Linked DNA regions of Mus musculus: all the other regions are linked to region 3. A link is a contact called in public promoter capture Hi-C data. All regions are on one chromosome and are shown on one strand. The core of a region is the stretch at or near the end of the contact, and the rest is flanking DNA. Distances in the headings are between cores, read along the strand shown.

Region 1 (4,158 bases), core at 1,026-3,525, 280 kb after region 3:
TGCAAACCTGCACACAGTTTCATTAATACCTCAAGGAGGATAAAACGTGTCCACAGTTCATTCCCACCCAAGGCTGAACACATAAAGTCTGTAAGTGAGCCCAAGTGAAGGCCCAGGAAAGACTTCCCCAGGGAAGCAGGGAAGGATAGCGAGGAGAGAGGGGACAGGTGACAGATGAGCAATAAAGGGGCCTCCACCCACCTGTCTCTGTGCCTCCACCCTGGTACACCTCAGTCACACTGTCATCTCTCTCCCCCTCAGAACCTGAAGGAGGCCAAACGCAGCCCAAAATCCAGTGCAGGAGATTAGCTCTCATAAAGGCCTCCCTGGCTGCCTCCACGCATCCCGGTCCTTCCTGTGCCCTTTCTCAAGCAAAGCACTCACAGCCTGACGAAGTCTAAGAACGTCCCCTCTAATTCCCAATCAGCCGCCAGACAGATGGGACAGGATCTGGTCCACAGACTAGAAACGACAGGCGCTTAAGGAGATCACCCCTTCCTCTGAACTCCACAGCCCCAGTCCCGGGCTTAGCTATCTTGAGTGCACAGTTTCTATTGCTGGATGGCGCCCATTGGCAAGCCCACTCCCCAAGGATAAGACCCAGGTAGGGCACACAACTTTGCCTGGCTCACCACCCCCTGTCCTGTGCTCTATCTAACTCTCAGACCGAGACAGTGACAGCCCAGAAGCAGAGCCTCCTGGCAAACACACAACAGCCCCGGGATAAAGAGTTTGACTGATATGGTTAGAGATGGTAGCCCAGCATCCATCAGGGGAAAAATGAATGCAATCCACCTCTGGGGTCATCAGGAGAGTGGACCACGAGACCAGGCCAGAGCCAGCCCAACACAAGGGGCCAGCCCAAAAGCTGGGGAGTCTGAAGACCAGTTCCAGCCTCCCCAGCTGAGTCTGCTTCTCAGAAGAACCACAGATCAAGCAAGAGCAGCAAACAAAGGGAAAGGCAGGGACAGGTCAGGGTGGTTTGGAGGCAAAAGATGGCAAAAGACGGTAACATCAAGAAATGGCCTGTGGGGTTGGGAGTGTAGCCCAATGGTACTGCACATGCTTAGCATGTGCAAGACCCTGGGTCTGATCTCTGCCACTGCAAATAATAAAGAAACCGAGTGTACTGGACGGCAGAATGAGAAGAAAACTAAACAGAACAGGCCAGAAGAAAGGGAGAAATCCTGTCCTGGTGCAAAAAAAGGAAATGCAAAGGTTATCCTAAGGAATACAGGGAGGAGCCTCTAACAGATTAGAAACCGAGTCCCGTCTAGGGTGAACATGGAAGCCAGCTGATGCCAGTTAGGCACTTGCACAGAAGAGCCCTCCAAGTTGGGAGACCTGATATTGCAGCTGGGCCTCCAGCAGGATGTGTGACCTTGGACAAGTCCCTTCCCCTGACCCGGCCTCAGTCTCCTCATCTGTACCACTAGCATGCTAGTCTGCATGTGCTCCAAAGCTCCCTTCCAGCACAGACGTTCTGGGGTTCCATCAACAGAAGAAGGGCTCGGTCCTGGCTTACAAGTTTGTGTGTAAAGGAAGACTCGAGGGAGGGGCCTAGGCCAGATTTGGGCGGAGGAGAGAGAAAGCAGAGCGGTTCTAGGTCAGGGGCTTGTCGTGGGGGGGCGGGGGGGGGGAAGGAGGGACTGTACAGAACTGTGGAGAGGCCGTCTTTTAAGCTGGTGAGGAGAAGAGGGAAGGGGCTGCTCAGGGCGGGGGTGGGGGAAGTACTGGAGGGAAATGCGGTCTTAAATGAGCACTGTCCCAAACCGTGGGGGATCGGGGACAGATAAAGGCGGGGAGAAAAAGCAAGGGAGTGAGCCGGGAGTGGAGCAGATCTGGAGGGGGCCGGGGATAGGAGCAAAGAGGAAGGGAAGAGGGATAGGTGGGGGGAAATCTGTCCGGGCAAAGACGGAGAGCTGTCCCAGCTGCTGCACGGACTGGGGGTGCTGGCAGTCGCGCGGCCCTGGGGCTGGCCGCGGGAGTGCTGCGGGGGGCCGGACCAGAGGGTCAGTCTGAGGCTGTCCCGGGCCTGCCTCGGGCCCCTCCCAGAGCTGCGCGCAGGCCCGGCGGCGGAGGCGCAAGGGGAAAGGCCACGCTCACCTTATCCTTCTTCAGTTTATAGGACATCTCGGCCGGTCCACACCCGGCCCGGCTCCTGCGGCCCCGCTCCGGCTCTGCTCGGCCACACTCGGCCCGCTCGGCGTCTCTTCGCCACCGCCTGCGCGCTGCGCCCGGGCCGAGCCGTGGCTGCGCTTCCAATTGGCCCGAACTCTTACAAACCTGCCTGAGAACCAGGAGCCGCCTCCTCGGATTGGTCATTGGAGCCAAGCAGCTTCCCTTTTTTCTCATTGGAAAGAAAGAGTACAAACCGCCAGGGTTCGGCTCCCAGAATTGGCTGGAGTGGAAGGTCCCGCCCTGAAAAGGGTCGGGCTTCGTGGAGGAGGCGGAGCCATGGGGAAACCCGAGCTTGGCTAGCAGATCTGTTCTCCGGCGTCGCCTTGTGCGTCGTCCTCTGCTATTCTTCAGTCCTTTGAGCTCTGCTCCTTCCCTCCAGAAGTGGCTCTCATGTTCTCCCCTGCTCTTCTACCTGCCCTGCTTCGTACGGACTGGAGGAAAAAGGCCCTAACACGAAAAGGGCACCTTTCTTCACAGGAATTTAAAGTAGCTCAAATTGCACACGTGAAATGATAGAGAAGACTCCCAAGGGTACTCCCGGGCATTCATCAAGTCTGTCCTAGATCACAGTTGCAGAGGAGCAGAGGGGAAAGCCTATCAGCGGTGGAACCGGGCTGAAATAAAATAAGAAACCCTGGTTTGCTGCAGCTTCAAGACGTGGGTCCCTGTAGCTGCTGGAAGGGTGCTGGAATCGGTAAAACAGCTGCGTTTGGAGCCACTGAGAATGAAGTGAAAAAGCAGCCTCATCGTTCCCTACCTGAGCCCTGAGCCGCCGCCGCACCCAAGCTAGTGTTCAAGTGGGTAAGACTGGGTTCTTGCCCTCAGGTAGTTCCCACTCTAATGAGGTTCACAGACTCGTATTAAGAGACGATTAAAATACAATCACATAAATTACACAAACCTCAGAATGACATGGAGGAATATATTTTAGTTATCCTAGTAGCCAATAGATTACATTAAAGAACTGGAGGAGGTCCATCAAAAATAAATCTGCGAGCTGGGTGTGATGGGTTTGCCCCTGTAACCCCACCTCTTGGAAGATAGAGGCAGGATGATCAGGCGTTACAGACCAGCCTTAACTATAGCCAGTTGCAGACCAGTTTGGACTACAATAAGAACCTCTTAAAAGAAAGAAAAAAAAAAGACAAAAAAAAAAAAAAAAAAAAACCTACCCGCCACCACAAACAACAACAACAAAGAAACAACTCTCAGAACTAAAAAGTTACAAATAAGCCTGTGGCCGTTTGTTCCCCAGGAAAGAGGTCTTGGATTCCCCCAGGAGCATGATAACCAAACAATAGTCAATCATCCTTACACAAAGAGCAGTAGCCCCAATATTGGGAAAGATGGGGGCTGGGAAGATGGTGCTCTTCCAAAAGACCTGAATTCAGTTCCCAGCACCCACATTAGCTGCTTCACAATTGCCTGTAACTCCAGCCCCAAGGGACCTGATAGACACATGCATACATACATACATACATACATACATACACACACACAATTTTAAAACTTCAAGAACAGAATGGAAAAAAAGACAAGGCTCAGTGGTTAAGAGTACTTGCTGCTCTTCCAGAGGACCTAAACTAGGCTCCCAGCCCCCACAACAGCTGGCTCACAACCACCTGTAACCCCAGCTCCAGGAACCTGACGCCCTGCCCTCCTCTGGCCTCCCTGGGCACCTGCATAGGTGGCATACACACGCACAGACACACACATGCACGTGAATGACTTTAAAAACCGGAATGAAGAAAAGCGGATGAGCTCCGGAGACGTGTACAGTCAACGGGATTCGGTGAGTCACTGGATTCGGGGAGACAGTATCAGGGAAAGGATGCATTGAGGGTGACTCCTAAGTGATGAAAGATGGTTAGAGGGAACTGGTGTCACAATGGCCAGAGGCAGGTAGAGTCTGCTAAACACTGAATAGAACACTTTGATTTTGCAACTAGGAGGTGTCGGGTGATCTCTGCCAGGGAA
Region 2 (4,174 bases), core at 1,263-3,762, 340 kb after region 3:
GTGGTCTCGTGTTTATGCTACTGTACGTCTCTATCTATCTATCTATCTATCTATCTATCTATCTATCTATCTATCTATCCATCTATCTATCTACATTGATATCATAGATATGTAGATAGAGATATGTAATATCTCTGACCCATCTCAAGGTCCACTCAGTAACTCTTACCTTTCTGATTTTTACAACGGACATCTGGAAGTCCAAGTGTGGGAGCTCATGCCAGAATCAAGCAGCTAAGGTAGGTGGGTGGTGAGTTCCAGGCCTTCCTGGACTACAAAATGAAATCCTATAAGAAAGGAAGGGCTGAGCCTTTAATCGGTCCTGGAACTTGGTGATCTCACGGTGATGTCTCAATGCCGGCCTCCAGCCAGGGTGCCAATCCAAGCTACCCTTCTGTCAGAAGTTGAGGACCCTTGTGTTTCCCTATAGATATAAAAACAAGCAACATGGCCACGCAGAGCTGGGCACAACATCTATCCACGATCTCCTCACATGAATGGGATCCCCAGTCACACGCATGTCCCCTCCAGTCACACGCATGTCCCCCTGCACAGCGTGGGAGGGCTAATCCTAACACTCTGTTCTGTCTACTCCTGGAAGGAACCACTTCTAGTGTTGGTGAGGAAGGGCGGGAGAGAAAGAGACGACGACATTGGAAAATCTAAGGAGAATTTAGTAGAGCCCATGGGCAGAGAGCGATGTGGGCAAGGACAAGGGAGTTCCCAGGAGACAACGTAGCATCTGAGAGAGTGAGAAGGGAGCTGTGTCAGAACCCTTAAACCAGAGGGCTGTGTGGAGGGACTGCTGCCGATGAGACCCTGAGGAGGGGAAACAGAATGAAATCTGTTGAAGCTATCTCTTCTCTCCTCCTGCTACTCTCTCCCAGCCTGACCAGGCCCAGAAACTAGAAGGCCAGGGAGCCTGCTGCACTGACTCTGTCAGGTCCAGGAAGTTGGATGAACATGCAGAGACAGCTGCAGGGGCTACAGGAGAGATCACTGGGGACCCTCAATAATGGCCTCCAGGCACTGGCTGTCCTTCCAGAAGACCAGAGAATTCAAAGCCCAACACCGACATGATAGCAGAACTAAGGGTTCAGTTGCTCTCTTCTGGCCTTTAGCAGTACTGCATGCATGTAGTACACAGACATAGATGCACATAATAAAATTAAAGGGGGGCCCGGGCAGTAGTGGCACCCGCCTTTAATTCCAGCACTTGGGAGGCAGAGGCAGGTGGATTTCTGAGTTCGAGGCCAGCCTGGTCTACAGAGTGAGTTCCAGGACAGCCAGGGCTACACAGAGAAACCCTGTCTTGAAAAACAAAACAGAAAAGGAAAGGAAAGGAAAGGAAAGGAAAGGAAAGGAAAGGAAAGGAAAGGAAAGGAAAGGAAGCCCTAAGAGGTTCAGCATTACATGAGGAAAAGTGTGCCAGAGGGGCTGCAGACAGAGCTCTCAGTTAGTAGAGTGCTTGGCTAATACATATAAACTCCTGTGCTCCATTCCCGGCACCATACAATACAATTCAATTCCCAGCACATACTGGACATGGACCCCTGTAATCCCAGCACTGCGGAGGTGGAGGGCCAGGAGTTCAAAGCCGCGGTTGGGAATGGTCAGCAGTTAGTGCCTGCCGTGCAGGTGTGAGGGTCAGAATTTGAATGCCCACAAACCCAGATAAATGCCAGCTGGATGCGGCGGTCTGCCTACTTCTGCCCTTCGAAGGCAAGGATCCGAAGTCAGACGCGTGCATACGCGCGCGCACGCACACACACACAGACTATATTGTGAGTTCAAGTTCAAGGTCAGCTTTGGCTACAGGAGACCTTGAAAACATGAGAACGGGGATAAAAATTCAATAGCCCTACCTGCTGAGCCATCTTACCCACTTTTTGGGTTTCATGGGGTTGTTTCCGGTGAAGGGTAAACATGCTGTGTGCTTTTAACATTATGCAAAGTATGCTTTACTTACTGATTTCTTGATCTGTGCCAGATCAAGCTGTTTATTATATACTTACATGTTTCAGTGTGTAACTCGGCTGGCTCTATGGCCCGAGCATATGGTGTTACAAGCATGAGCCACTGCATCCTGTCAGGATAGCTTTGATACAGAAATCTGAACAGCATTGGGAGGTGTAGCGCAGCAGACATTGGGAGATGACGAATCCTTGGCTCAAACCAAAATTGACTACAAATCCCAAACAACACATAACCCAAACCCAAACAACAACAACAAAAACCAGGGATTTGATCCTTAGTACCACAATTAACAAATGTGACGAGCGCTTGCTTGCTTGCTTGGAAAAGCATACAGAATCACGCTCTGGACTGTAGCGCGAGACTCAAACTACCAAGACGACCCTCCCGGCCCTGAGCGCGCAGCCTGCGTCCGCATCTACACGTGCCAAAGGGAAGTGCTTTTGTACAGCCACGCCTCCTCACACTTGTCTCACTGGGTGCAAAAACTTCACTTTTTGGCTCGTTCCCCCACCCCACCCCGCCCGCTCCTCACCCACCGCAGCACATCTCATGTTGTGGAATGAGAGCTGGAGGTTAACCCAGGCTGCAGCTTCTGCACAAATAGCCCGGGTCTTGGAAGGTCTACCCTGGGCTAAGTTACTAAGCTCCCCTCTACTTTTCACGAAGTGGTTGCTCCCACTCCACCCGGAAGTGCTTACAGCCGGATCCGGGGGATGAGCTGGTGGCAGGACATGGACCAGCGTGGCGGTGTCTCCAGTCCGAGCGGTGCACTGGCGTCTGCCGAGCCAGCTCCTGCCTCGGTGACCCTGGCGGAGCTCCTGCACCTGGTACAGAAGGGCCAGGAGGTCCCGGGCCTGGAGAAACGCCACATCACTGCGACCCACGGTGAACCCACCGCGTCTCTGCTCCCTCGGAGGCCCAAGCCCTGGGAAGATGCGGGCTCGGCCGCCTCACCCTGCACCATCGCCCTAGACACGAGGACGCAGCCTCCGACCATCGAGGAGCGATCCCGGGGCAGTCCAGCCGCCCAACTCGACGGAGGCCCAAGGGTTTCCTGATGCTCGAGGTGTTTCCCGAGGGCATGACTGGGTCCTACACAAACTTGAGTCTGGACACTTGCCACCTGTGGGACTCAATGTTGCCTAGTAATTTTGTTTTTGGATGCCAAATTTCAACTTCATACTGTGTCCTAGTCCATTTGTGTAACGGAAATAAGTTTCCCTTGTCACTGTAGGACAGCACAACCTCCTGGACCCGCTTGTTCTGATGATACCGATAAACCGATATCCAAAAGGCATTTCTAACTTGGCAGTCGTTTGGGTTTGATGAAAAGGTTCCTTCCCAGAGTGATACATAGAAACCCTGGTTCTTGGAGTTGGGGGACTGGAGAGAGGGCTCGGTGCTCTTCCAGAGGATCAAGGTTCAATTTCCAGCAAACATGGTGACTCACATTTTAATGGGATCTGACGCCCTCTTCTGTTGTCAGTGTGCTTGGCCACATAACTAAATCTTAAAAAACCCTGACTCTTGGGAGCAACTAAGGTAGTGCGAGCAGAGGCAGTTTGGTAGTTGGTACCCCCATAGGAGTTGGCTTTCTCCTCCCACCATGCACCAGACCCCCCCCCCCCCCCCCCCCCCCCCGGTTAAGCTCTGGCTTGGCAGCAGGTGCCTTACCCAGATTCATCTCCAAGGCTGAAACTAGTAGTTGGGAATTAAGCCCTGGGTTTCTGAGGGAGCATTCTTTCCTCCCCGCAGGACTTGTGAAACGGTGCCAGATGCCCAGGGGACTGGGCGAACGGCTCTTTTTAAAGATTTATTTATTTTATGTAAGTACACTGTAGCTGTCTTCAGATACACCAGAAGAGGGCGTCAGATCTCATTACAGATGGTTGTGAGCCACCATGTGGTACCACTGAGCCAACTCTCCAGCCCCTGGGCGAACGGCTCTTAACCACTGAGCCCACCTTGGGCCCCCTCGAGTGTTTTTGGAGTCGGGGTCGTTAATACATCGATCTTTGTCTGCCTTCATAGTGACACCAAGCTTGCCAGCAGTCCTTCTTTCTAAATAGGCTCGGTGGCTACTTCTCCATAGGCCCCAATGGCAGTATACTAGCTGCCAGAATGTCTATCCATGTAGTCAAGGTCCTAATAGACCTGGGTCATCTCCAGCAACATGGACAACCCCACTTGTTTCTTG
Region 3 (4,693 bases), core at 1,573-4,072:
TATGTGTGTTTTGCCTGCAGATATGTCTGTGCACCTTTTGTAGGCTGCTGCTCTTGGAGGCCAGAGAGGGCATGGGATGGATCTCTTGGAACTGGAGTTAGTGGATGATTAACCGTGTGGGTGCTGGGAATCAAACAGCAGTCCTCTAGTTGGTGCTCTTAGCCATGAGACATCCGGCCATTCCTTGAACATGTGTTTCATTTCCCTTTGCTTATAGCTAGAGTGGAATTAGGCACTGATAATGGTAACACTTTTTACCTCTTAGAGAAACTGTTTTCAGGCGTGGTTTCACCATTTTACATTGTCACCAACAGTGTGTAAGGATCCAGTGTAGCCATATCTTTGCCAACACAATAACATCCATCTGAGTAGTGGGTTTTAAACCAGTGCCCATTGTGGTCCTGATTTACATGTCCCTAATGACTAAGGACAATGAATCAAGAACTTTCAAGTGTTCTCTGAGATACTGCTGCTCTGCTCAGCTTGGCTTGGCTTGGCTTGGCTTGGCTTGGCTTGGCTTGGCTTGGCTTGGCTTGGCTTGGCTTGGCTTGGCTTGGCTTGGCTCAGCTCAGCTTGGCTTGGCTTTTGGTTGCTGGAGTTTTGTTTTGTTTTGTTGACACAGGATCTCATATAGCCCAGTCTAGCCTTGAACTCATCTGTAGCTGAGGATGGTCTAGAACTCCCAATCCTGCTTCTACCTTCCAAGGACTAGGATTATACAAATATATCACCACATCTGGTTTTAGGCTGTGTGTGCTGGGGATGGAGGGGTGCAGCCAGTGTCCCCTCAAGTCTTCTCCTTTGACATTGAAATGTGATCACAGGCCAAGTGGAGTGGTGCAGGCCTTTAATCTGTGCTCAGGAGGCTGAGGCACAGGGATCACTGGGATTTTGAAGCCAACCTGGTTTACAAAGCAAGTTCCAGGACAGCCAGGATTGTTAATGCAAAGAAAGGCTGTCTCAAAGAACCAAAAAAGAAAGGGAGGGAGGGAGGAACAGGAGGAGGAAGAAAGGGACGGAGGGAAGGACAGGAACCACTTACTGAACCCAGAGCTCACTGACTGCTGCCTTGCTAAGGGATCTTCCGGGCGCCCGCCTCTGTCAGGAGGTTTCCAGTGTGTGCCATGGCATCTGGTTCTAGAGACCCACATTCAGGTTCTCAAGATTGCATTGTAGGCCTTTGTTAAGTGATACTACTCTCCAGCCTTTAGCTGTCTGTGTGTTTATTTACTTTTATGATTTTTTTTTCCCTATCTGAATGGGCTGGAGAGAAAGCTCAGCACTTAAGTGATGATGTCGCAAACACATGCAGCTCCATTTCCAGGGGGTCCCACACCCCCTTCTGGTCTCAGGGCACTGCATGCACACAGTGCACCAATATAGCAAAACACATTTTTAAGACATTTTTTGGGCTGACTGGAGTGAGTGGGGCTGACTGGAGTGAGCAGAGGTCCTAAAAAAAAATTAAATTGCCAACAACCACATGAAGGCTCACAACCATCTGTACAGCTACAGTGTACTCATATACAAAAATAAGTAAATAAATCTTTTTAAAAAGACATCTTTTAAAAAAATCTCATCTGAATAACTGCATAACTGGTAAAAAAATAATGTTTATAATAAAGTCTGCTTTAAAAGTTAAAATGCATTCTACAACTTAAATTTATTCTATCAATGATTTGGGGGCAGTGGTTTCTACGGGGTTTTTTTAAATTAATTTTGTTATTTGTCAGTTTCACAAGTCTGTAATGTAGTCTGATTTCTGCCATCCTACACACCATCTCCTGTCTCATTTTGAACACTACCACTTGGGTCCCTACTGTTCCTTCCCAGGTTCATCATCTTCAGTTTGTGTTTTGTTCTGTGACCCATTTAGTTTAACCGGAGCCATCTGTGTGACCATTGGGTTGGAACTATCCCTCACCTTCTGGGGTGATCATTGGTGACTCCACAACATTTTACACTCTTTTTTTTTTTTAAAGATTTATTTATTGTTATATGTAAGTATACTGTAGCTGTCTTCAGACACACCATAAGAGGGCAACAGATCTCATTACGGATGGTTGTGAGCCACCATGTGGTTGCTGGGATTTGAACTCAGGACCTTCAGAAGAGCAGTTGGTGCTCTTAACCACTGAGCCATCTCGCCAACCCCCCATTTTACACTCTTAAACTAAGTTAGAAATATGTGGCTGGTGTTTAACAGATGTGATAATCGTATGAGCAGGTTGTAGACCAGCTGTACGTAGGGGCACATTTTGGGACTTATAGACCGGGATGTGAGTTCTATATATATGCACAGGGTTCTTCATGGTGCTTGCATAGCAGTTATGTGCCTGGCACTGCGCTGTTGAGATTAACTTGCCCAGTTCTCATTACAACCCTGTGCCATGGAGACTGTTACCATGTTACTACTTCCAGTACAAACAAAAAATATGGTTTAGCGAAGATGGCCTTCACATTCCCTTGCTTCCGGCCCTCCTCCACTAAGGAAGAATTAAACCACTTAAAGAATGCCTGATGGTGCCTTTTCTTGCTTCTCACTGACCAGAGAGGCCATTGAACTCAGGGCTCCCTCCCTCCCAAGTCTGTATCCCACTTTGAAGTTCTTTAAAGTAAGTTGATAAGTCTCAGGGTCCCTCAGTTCTAAGTTTGTGTGTGTGTGTGTGTGTGTGTGTGTGTGTGTGTGTGTGTGTGTGTGTGTGTGCCCAATGAGCAGCCACAACTCAAACGGGCTCAAAGCTGAATAGTGGGCAGGGCTGGTGGAGGGGCGGGGCATATCAGCGGGCTCCTATAGTTGCTGCTTGGACTAAGCTATCTCATGAAGAACCATGAGCTGGACTTGTCCGCGTTGTCAGCAACCCGTTTACTTTGGTAAGGCTGGGACCTAGGAGGAGTAAAGGCAACCTTGAGCCCCCGGGTCCCCTGTATTTGTGTGTGTGTGTGTGTGTGTGTGTGTGTGTGTGTGTGTGTGTGTGTGTGTCTCTCGCGCGCGCTTGCGCTTGAAAACAAAGTGCCTGCCACACCTCCAAGAGCCCAAGCAAGAGACACCAGGGTGGGATGGAGCTTCTTCCTGGAAACAATATTCATTGTCTCCAGGGAGCGAGGCTGGCTGGGCCGGTTTTCCCAGAAGGCTGAAAGGGCAAAAGCAGGGCTGGGCTGGATTTTTTGCAGCCCGAACCCACCTTGTTCCCCACAGCTGAGAAGGTGAGCTCCTTAGGCAAGAACTGGCACCGTTTCTGCCTGAAATGTGAGCGCTGTCACAGCATCTTGTCCCCTGGCGGGCATGCAGAGGTGAGGCCTGGCCAGGGTGACAGTCCTCTGTCACACCCCTACTCCTATAGACCCCAATTTCAGCCTTGGAGACCTGTCAAAGGCAAAGGAACCTCCACAAACAAGCTCGGGGTGACCCACCCATTGAGCCTCATGTGAGCCAGAGTTTGACAGGCTCAGAGCTGCTGCTGACCCATGGTTCTGAGGGAGGGGTACGCAGCTGCTCTGTCTCCCACCTCTACCCCTATTCCACAATGGCAATTGGACACGCTAGCCTACCACCCATCCCTACAAGATCCATCAGACTAGCTGCAGTGCACATATGCACCTGACAGCTTGGATTGAGAAAGCCTGTACAGGCATGCATGTCCCTTTGGCCCTGAGTGACCCTTCCCTCTGCCTGTGCTTGTGCCCAGCACAACGGGAGACCATACTGCCACAAGCCTTGCTATGGGGCTCTCTTTGGACCTAGAGGTAAGTTCCAGCCTAGAAGGGGCCAGGGGCCACAAACTTTCCTTGTGGCTAGGAACTAGAGCCTGACCTCCATTATTGGGTCTTCTCTCTGCAGGGGTCAACATTGGTGGTGTGGGCTGCTATCTCTACAACCTCCCAACTCCCCCTCCTGCCAGCCGCATTTCCCTCAGCCCCAGCAACTTTAGCCCCCCCAGGCCAAGGACTGGCCTCTCCCGGGCCAAGAAAAGTAAGTGAAGGCAGGCGTTAGTTGTTCTCCTTCTGACCCTTCCTCAGGCTGCAGTAGACACTGTGGTCCTGTTGCTGGCCCTGTTTTTCTGCTCTCGTGTGAGTTGAGTTTAAAAGGTAAATTGGACAGATAGCATGATCACCCTCATTTTACAAGAGATGCCCAGAGAAGACAAATGACCACCAAGCAGAAGCAAGGCTGGCCTAGAAATTGGGCCCCTTCCTCCAGCCAGGGCATAGAAGGGAAAGACCTAAAGCGATGGCTCCTTAGGATGGGGCCAAATCCTCAGATTCTTCTCTGTTCCTGTCCCTTCCTCATACTCCTGCAGTGGGCAGTGACACCGTGCTCCTCAACACCTGACACCGCTGCCCTGGCCAGCTCCTGTATCAGCTCAGGTTTCCCAGTGCTGGAGTTACTACCAGTACTGAGCCATTGAACTGGTGGGCTCCCGAGGCCCTGGGAAGGAGGACAAGGAAGCAGGTGGTCCCCAGTGAAGCTGATGGATTGGGTGGAATGAGTCAGAAAGGACTATGTACAGAGCTCACGGTTGCCTGGGGGAGGAGAGTGGTGGCGGGGACAAATGGGTTTGGGGAGAGGACAGTGCCATCCATGTACAGGTGGGGGCTAGAAGCCCCTGCTCAGGGCCTGGCCCCCACCACAGCCCTATCCGGAGCCTCTTCCCATTAAAGGGCCTCCCTACTTGAAGACATTCACTGGTGA

Evidence for each region. Promoter capture Hi-C pulls out the DNA fragments that hold promoters and counts their contacts. Capture Hi-C pulls out chosen DNA fragments and counts their contacts.
Region 1: a contact with region 3 is called in a promoter capture Hi-C map of embryonic stem cells. The contact joins the promoter of Ppp2r5d here to the promoter of Crip3 in region 3. A contact is called at or near these places in 5 of 39 promoter capture datasets (the 3T3-L1 cell line, cranial neural crest, embryonic stem cells and 1 more) and 2 of 115 datasets of contacts at active chromatin or transcription factors (bone marrow-derived macrophages and embryonic stem cells).
Region 2: a promoter capture Hi-C map of adipose tissue shows a contact between it and region 3. The contact joins the promoter of 2310039H08Rik here to the promoter of Crip3 in region 3. A contact is called at or near these places in 3 of 39 promoter capture datasets (hippocampal neurons, liver and neural stem cells) and 1 of 9 other capture datasets (adipose tissue).

Annotation. Positions count from the first base shown.
Region 1 is chr17:46,702,727-46,706,884 of GRCm38.p6, forward strand. It overlaps Ppp2r5d (protein phosphatase 2, regulatory subunit B', delta), which reads right to left and starts at 2,276. Exons shown (of 15, transcript NM_009358.3): 1 at 2,107-2,276. The coding sequence starts at 2,133. It overlaps Gm52314 (a long non-coding RNA gene), which reads left to right and starts at 2,899. Exons shown (of 2, transcript XR_003952400.1): 1 at 2,899-2,982; 2 at 3,816-4,158.
Region 2 is chr17:46,770,123-46,774,296 of GRCm38.p6, forward strand. 2310039H08Rik (RIKEN cDNA 2310039H08 gene) reads left to right here and starts at 2,513. Exons shown (of 1, transcript NM_025966.3): 1 at 2,513-3,285. The coding sequence starts at 2,691. The coding sequence ends at 3,035. Rpl7l1 (ribosomal protein L7-like 1) reads right to left here. Exons shown (of 7, transcript NM_025433.3): 7 at 3,785-4,174.
Region 3 is chr17:46,426,120-46,430,812 of GRCm38.p6, forward strand. It overlaps Crip3 (cysteine-rich protein 3), which reads left to right and starts at 2,823. Exons shown (of 8, transcript NM_053250.2): 1 at 2,823-2,874; 2 at 3,200-3,294; 3 at 3,690-3,747; 4 at 3,842-3,973; 5 at 4,663-4,693. The coding sequence starts at 2,832.